Regions from separate parts of the Arachis hypogaea genome. Here region 1 is linked to region 2. Evidence: chromatin contacts called from public Hi-C data. All regions are on one chromosome and are shown on one strand. Each heading gives the region's core, a stretch centred on a gene start, on an enhancer-like site or on the middle of the called end of the contact. The rest is flanking DNA. Distances are from core to core; before and after follow the strand shown.

Region 1 (3,860 bases), core at 700-3,199, 85 kb before region 2:
AACCACCATGTGTAATAATAAATAGAATATCATTAATAAGCTTAATGATTGATTAAATTGAATTTACATAGCATAGACACATAATAACATGGCTTAGCTAGTGTGATTCCCCCTACTTGGTTTTGTTTGCATCAACCAAACCAAACATGTGTATGCATGTGAAAATGTGAATTGAACAGAGTAGTCTACAATAATAACTTAAAAATTACATCATTATCTTACACCATAGCATCATACTGTGAGTACTGAAATTACAAGATGAAAAAGCTACAAAGAATACAACCAAAAGAAGCAGACTATGATGACACAGCGAAATTGAACTGAACAATGCATTGAGATAATAAAGTTCCTTCTCTTTCTATCTCTCTCCAAATAGTGTCATAAATGAATGGTAATGGGAGAGAGTAGAGTACTCCGTACCTGAAATGATGAATCATAATCCAAATCCAACCACCTGAATATATCTATATAATTAATTATAAATAAACAACTGTCCAAAAAAAAAAAAAACTGTGGCAGGAAAATTAAAAGTAAAGCTAAAACTAAAAAGGGTATTATGGTAGTAATAATAATAATAATAATAAACACAATACTAGAGTAATTAACAGAGCATAATAATGTTATTAGTATTGTGTATACTTGTGATTCAGGTTGAAACAGTGAGCAATGAAGGAATAGCAGATAAATTTGGTGATGATGATGATGCATTGTTATTGTTCTTTCTATCATTCTTGTTCTTAGAAGAAGCTTTGTTGCTGCTGGTAAAAGCTCTCATGGGACTTGCAAATGCCCAACTACTCCAACTTCGAACCCTTCCATGATCGGAAGAAACCCAATAAGAGGAAGAAGTGTTAGGCATCATCATGAAGCCACCGAATATTCCTCCACACTTGACTCTCTCCTTCATGCACTGCTGATTATGGTGGTGATGCTTGTTATGGTTTCCTTCACGCTGAGATTCGACTCTTCTGAGAGTGCAATCACCGAAGCCGTTTGAGATTCTGTCAAAGAAGTCACCGGAGAAGCTTCTGCTGCTACCACAGCCAACAGATCTGGATCTTGAAACCTTTCGCTCAAACGAAGAACAAACAGAAACGTAACCGTCGCTACTTTCTTGCAAACCGCCGGCAACCGTGGTAGTGGTAGGCTTGGTGATGGTCAACCCCGAAGTTGAGGAAATGCTTGCAGAAACCCTTGGGGTGGCGCCATTGTTGTTGGCATGAAGCTTCTTGGAGGAAGAGGAAGAAGAAGATGAAGAGAGATAGAGGAAGGACCAGAAACCGTTTCTCTTTCTGGGAGTGAAGTCTTGAATGAGTATATCATGGTTGTTGAAGAACTTGGTGTCCCTCCTTGGAGTTGCAGTGGACTTGCTGCGCTTCAAAAGGACATCAGCAGCAGCAGAAGTGGAAGAAGAGGAGGAGGAGGAGTGTTGTTTCTTCTTAGCACAAGTCTTGTTTGCGAGAAGAAAAGGGAGGCGGGAGCGCGTGTAGTGATCGGTTTTCTTGGTAGGGAGAGAAGAAGAAGGAGGAGGAGTGTTGCTGGATCTAAAAGAAGGAGGAGGAGGGGGAGAAGAAGGAGAAGGAGAAGAAGAAGAAGAAGGAGAAGAGGGTTGAATGGGAGCGGGGAAAGAAGAAGAGAGAAGCTTGCCAAGCTTGTCTTGGAGGCAGAAAGCACATATACCGCCGGCGTGGTTGTGGTGGTGAGGGCATTGTTGCATTATTCCGCAGTCAGGAACAAGTTTGACTGTTTTGGGATTATTTGGTGCTTCTTCTTCTTCCATGTGGTGGATCATAGATAGTTAGATAGATAGATATAGGCAAAGAAGAAGAAGAAGAAGAAGAAGGAGAAGAAGAAGTGATGTGAAAGAGTGAAAGGGGGCTATAGACGGTATAGTAGAGACTAGAGAGGGAGATGGAACGGAGGGGGGGACTCCAAGGAGCACGTGCAAGTGGAACACTTACTTTGGGAATTGTATCTACTATTATATTAAACAATAAAACTCTAAGACCATCTCCAATAGGAACTCATCTCAGTTTCTATTTATATCCCACCTGTCATAAAAAGTAACTCCACATTAACTTTTGCGTCATAAATAGTAAATAGGAACTCAAAGCATCTCTCTCTTTTCCATTAGGAGGAACTAACTTTAGTCCTGTTGTGGTCCTACTTAATTAATTAATTAAAATACTTGTAATTAATGTAATTAATTTTTTTTAATAATATAATTTAAATATTTAAATTTAAAAATAATTCACTATTAAAAGATATTAATATTAAATAAATTCATATATAACAATAATACACAATAGATAATTCGAGGTTACACTAAAGAAAGAGTTGAGTTGAGTTGGTTTGGATCCATTTTTTCGAACAAAAAATAATAGTAGCAGAATTTTGATTTCGTAAATTTGGAAGAAGATAAAGAAGAGTAGTAGATAGTGTGAAAATAGAAGTGTATCTAAGTGGTATATATAGAGTAACAAAATATTAATTTATTAATAATAAAGATAACATAATAACAGCTAGTTTTGCAACAGCTAATTTTACAACGACTAATTTAATATAATAATATAAATATAAATAATATTTAATATTAATTATTATATAAATAATTAATATAAATTATTAATTAAATAATTATTATAAATTATTAATTAAATAAAATTATAATTTTTTAATTTAATTAATTATTATAATTATTATTAAATTTAATATTATTTAATTATTTAATATAATTATTTATTTAATTATAATTTCATATATATATTTATTTAAAAGGTAACTTGCCATGTGGCAAGTTATCATTGGTTATGCTTGAGTCCATTTGAGTAGGGACTCTTTCACATTGAATTCCGTGAGGGAACTCCTCTCTCTCCTTCTTCAATGGTAAGTTCCTCAATGTGTCAGCAAAAAGGTGAATGGGGATCACCCATTGGAGATGCTTTAAGTCCCAAAAAAAAATAATAATAATAAAGCTCTACATCTAACTTATAATCTTAACCAAGTCTAATTAAGTATTTTAAATTAATGCATACCTGCCGAAGTTTCTTCTTTTTTTTTGTTATTTTTTTCTTTTGTTACCGTGATCACCAATAATATCATTATCTCATCTTCCTTTTTTTATTTGAATTTTTTTTCTCTTTTTTTCTTCTCCTCTTCCATCATCATCATCATCATTATTATCATCGTTATCGGTATCATCTTCTTCTTATACATATCACCGTTATCATTATCATCATTATTGTTATTGTTATTGTTGAATTTTTACCATATTGATAATGTTGTCTGGTCCAAAAATAATTTTTGATGTGTTTTTGTTCATGATCTAGTCTTGTTTATATGATTGTTTTCGAACTGAGTTAATTGTGTCGCAATTGTTATGTAATTTCGGTTTATTTCTGAGTTAATTATATCACAATCATTATATAATTTTGGTTCATTTATGAGTGAATTAAGATACATTTGGACTCGTTGTCCTGCACAACTCAAAATTCTCTCCTCATCTTCGGCTCATTTTTTTTCCATATGAAAAACATATGGGTGTAGTGCTTTGAAATGGACTAATAAACAAAATATTCACTGCTATGGTGTCAGCAACAAACTCAGCTTGCGTTTTATTTTTTCCTTTATTTTTTAATTTTTTTGTTTAGCATATTGAATCAAATGCAAGGTGCGTTTTGATTGTTGAAAGGTTTTTAATTTTTTTTATTTCATTGAAGTTCAAACGCAGCCTGCGTTTAGTGATGGGCATTTTTTATTTTTTTCGAGATAACAAAATGTAGGATGCGTTTTACTTTTTGCGCCAGCTTTATTTTTGGAAGACCCAAAACGCAGGTTACGTTTTAAAAATGTCAGAATTT
Region 2 (3,797 bases), core at 717-3,216:
TTGAAAGCCCAATAGTGTTTAATGTGTGCTTCATTGTGGCAGGCCCAAGTATAATAGCTTATGTTGCAGCAGCCCATCAAAACTAATTGAAAAGCAGCTCACATTGTTCCTTGGTATAGCAACCAAGTCCAACAATTCCTCATGGCACCATTCAGAAATAAAATGGCTATGTGTTGGCAAAAGAAGAAAAGAAAGAAAAGGACATCTGTCAACATCAAGGACAGCTGGGGCTCTAGCAAAACAACAAGACACAAGGACTCTCACCTCTCTAAGGACATACAGTAAAGCAAATCTCAGCAAAGGAAAAGCAAAACACAAACTTGCCAAGTAACAGAGGTAGTGGGTGAAGCTCCTCATATGGCAGAGATCATGGAGCAGGATGCAAAAGAAGAGCATGCCAAGGAAGAAAGAAACACCAAGGACAGCAGAGGTAGTGGTCGAGCTACTCCAGCAGCAGAGGTGGTGAAGCAAGATGAAGAAAGGACTGCATGCCATCAAGGACAACTCCAACGAGCAGCTGGCACAAGGAAATGGAAGAGGCAGAAATTCTAGGAAAGCTGAAGATATATATAAGAAGTCTCATTCCATCATTTCAAGTTAAGTAAGAGAGCACACACATTCAGAGCACCTTCTCTAACATAGAGCTGAAATCTCTTTCTTCTACTCAAGCTTAATTCTGATTTATTGTTATGGCTGTCTTGCGTTATTTTCTGTTTTGAGAAAAGGCAATTATGTGAGGTTCAAAAGCCAAGAGAGAAAAGGCAAGAGTGATGCAAAAATAGCCACTGTTAGTTTTTCTGATGTAATTTGGGTTTATGAACTAGGATTAGTTCCCCTTGCCAAGTTGGGTTAGCACTTGGTGAGAATTGAATCTGTGTAGATTCCCCTTCCAAGTTGGGATAGCACTTTGGGGTTGCTAAACTTTGGTGAAGAAAGCTTAGGGATAGATACTAGTTGAATTAGGGAGTAATTCAATAGTATTGGTGTATGTAATCTGAGAATTATAGTGAAAATTCCACCATGGTTTGTGGTGGAGACTGGATGTAGGATTCATGGCACAAAGAATCCGAACCAGGATACATGCTGGCCTCTTTCTCCTCTTCTCTGCACTTATAATTTTCTGCGTATGAGACTATTTTAAATAATCTCCTGCAATTCGAGCAACAGCAAAAACAGAATTTGAAACTTTAAGTTTTAAGCCAACTTGATTCAACCCCATTCTCAAGTTCAACTAGAACCATCAGATAAAAATTTAGTAGATTAATTTGATTCAACAAATGAATTTATTAAAGAACTTTTAACTATTTACTCTGAGAATTGTATTAAAATTACAAGAATATACCGTATATACGGATTAGTATTCTCTATTCAGTATTTCAGTGTTCTTCATGGACGGTTGATGACACCCTTTTTCTTTTACCTTTAATTATAATTCTGTTCAATAAATTTTTAAATAAAAAGAATGCAAGATAAGAAAGATTTGAAATGACCAAAAATTTTGGAGCAAAATATTACTTATTATTTTGCAGGAGCAATAATGCTTTGTATCCATTCATAGGAAAACAACTATATATAATTTGTAACAGATCAGATGATGATATAATGATAATAATTATTAGATGCTTAATATTAAAGGTGGTCTTGACTTTGAAACAAACATCCAAAAGACTAATAGACAAAAGCATAGACATGCACCATCATAATCATATAATAACCACAACAAGGTGTGTTGGCGTTTATTCATATCATCATATGTATAGTAATGTATAATCAACTTGACCTTATTTTTAGTGATGTACCAAAACGAGTTTGTGAATTATTAGTTAAGCCTCCTTAATAAGAGGACAAGAATGAATATCATCGTTAACGCATGAATTATATCAACTCACTCTTTCACCAACACATACAATCTTCTTGCTGATTTCAATTTGTATACTTCCCTATATGTATGAAATCGATTGATGTTAAAGTCCCATTATTGCTTCACAATCAAGTAATTAGCGAGATAACTGTACCATTTTCTCTCCTACCTACTAGCTTAGCTATAAACTTAGTAGTTAATTAGTAATTGATTATTGCAAATACAACTTTACATTAAAATGATAATGCTATTTATAGGTGGACCACGAGTTAAGTTTTAAAATAGTCTTAAAAATTGGTACTGTTGCATTAAATTGCCTTTGAAATTCTAATTACATTAATTATATTTTAAAAATTGGTAAAAAATGTACTATATTAGTCATTTATTTTTTATTAATGGCGTGTTGACATTGATTGTTAGTGACACATGTCACTTTATAATTTTGCCACGTATAATGGTATGATGACAGATTAATCAATAACACGTGACATACTGACATGGACGGTTGTGTCATGTGTTACAATATTATTTGTCCACGTGTCATCCACTGTGTCATTATTGTAGATAGGGGTGTTCAAAACCGATCCGGACCGAACTAAACCGATGGACCGAACCAAAAAACCGAAAATCGAATTAACCGAAAACCGAAAAAACCGAAAAAAGTGATGTTTTGCAGTTTTTTGTGGTTCGGTTCGGTTTTCGATTCTTGCCACCAAAATCCTAACCGAACCGAACCCAACCGGTTCTTAACAAAATCCTAAAATTAAAACTACCCCAACCCCACCCCCCCCCAAACGCGTTACAGGCTACAGTTGCGCGAGTCCCTCCCCTCCCCCCATGGAAACCTAACCCCGCCGCCCAAACCCCAGATCGGAGCCAGCCACCACATCTCGGCCACTCACCCAAACGGCCAGCAGTCACCCACCCACCCACGCACCCAAACGGCCAGCAGTCACCCACCCACCGCGAAGACGAGGACGAAGACCCAGTCACCCATCCACCCACTCCCTGATGCATTCTTGCCTTGTTGTTGGTATTGCTGCAATGCTGCTTGCTGGTTAATGGTTATTGTTCAATGTTCAGTTTGTTCAGTTTGTTCAATGTTCAGTTTGTTCAGTTTGTTCAGGTTAGTTTAATCATCTTTTTTTGTACGTTAGGATCTAGGAGTTCAATTTTAATATAAAGATTGATAGAATTGAATAGATTTAACCTGAAAAATGATATTAGGGATCTAGTTCAATTTTAATATAATCAATTAATCATTAACATAATTAATCATTAACATAATTCCTCACATGAATACAGAAACGGACAAAACAATGGGAAAATAGTAAATAGTTTGCCTTTTGCTTCAGATATAGGTGAATGATTGGAGTTGTTTTTTTTTTTTTCAATTTATTTGTAGGATCAAAGTTTTGAATTTGGCTTCTAAAATGGAGGCTTTCAGTTTCTAGTTCCTTGCTTGTTTATTGTTTGGTTTATTGCTGTTTATTGCCAAGTTCAATTTGTTGGTATAAAGGTTTATTACTTGTTCACATTTTCAAGTTTTGTTCTGTTTGGTTTATTGCTGGTTTAGGGCTGGTTCCTTGCTTGTTTATTGTTTGATTTATTGCTGTTTATTGCCAAGTTCAATTTGTTGGTATAAAGGTTTATTGCTTCTTCATTGCTTGTTTGGTTCATTGCTGGTTTAATTTGGTATAAAGGTTTATTGCTTCTTCAATTTGTTGGTATAAAGGTTTATTTGCTTCTTCAATTTGTTCATTGCTTGTTCAATTTGTCAATTCTGTTTAGTGTTTATTGCTGGTTTAATTGTTCATTGCTTGTTCACATTTTCAAGTTTTGTTCTGTTTGATTTATTGCTGGTTTAGGGCTGGTTCCTTGCTTGTTTATTGTTTGGTTTATTGCTGTTTATTGCCAAGATCAATTTGTTGGTATA

Evidence for each region. Hi-C and Micro-C count contacts between places; a contact is called where the count stands out from the background.
Region 1: a Hi-C map of leaf shows a contact between it and region 2, with 2.8 times the contacts expected there. The contact joins the promoter of LOC112741729 here to the enhancer-like site in region 2. A contact is called at or near these places in 3 of 8 Hi-C or Micro-C datasets (all in leaf).

What each region holds. Positions count from the first base shown.
Region 1 is chr14:18,158,829-18,162,688 of arahy.Tifrunner.gnm2.J5K5, reverse strand. It overlaps LOC112741729, which reads right to left and starts at 1,949. Exons shown (of 2, transcript XM_025790819.3): 1 at 640-1,949; 2 at 11-454. The coding sequence starts at 1,792. The coding sequence ends at 647.
Region 2 is chr14:18,074,015-18,077,811 of arahy.Tifrunner.gnm2.J5K5, reverse strand. No RefSeq gene overlaps it. Among protein-coding and RNA genes, the nearest start is that of LOC112741728, 16 kb to the right of the region's middle. Within about 2 kb of position 1,966, at least 1 of the 3 cell types and tissues checked has open chromatin away from gene starts, as enhancers often do.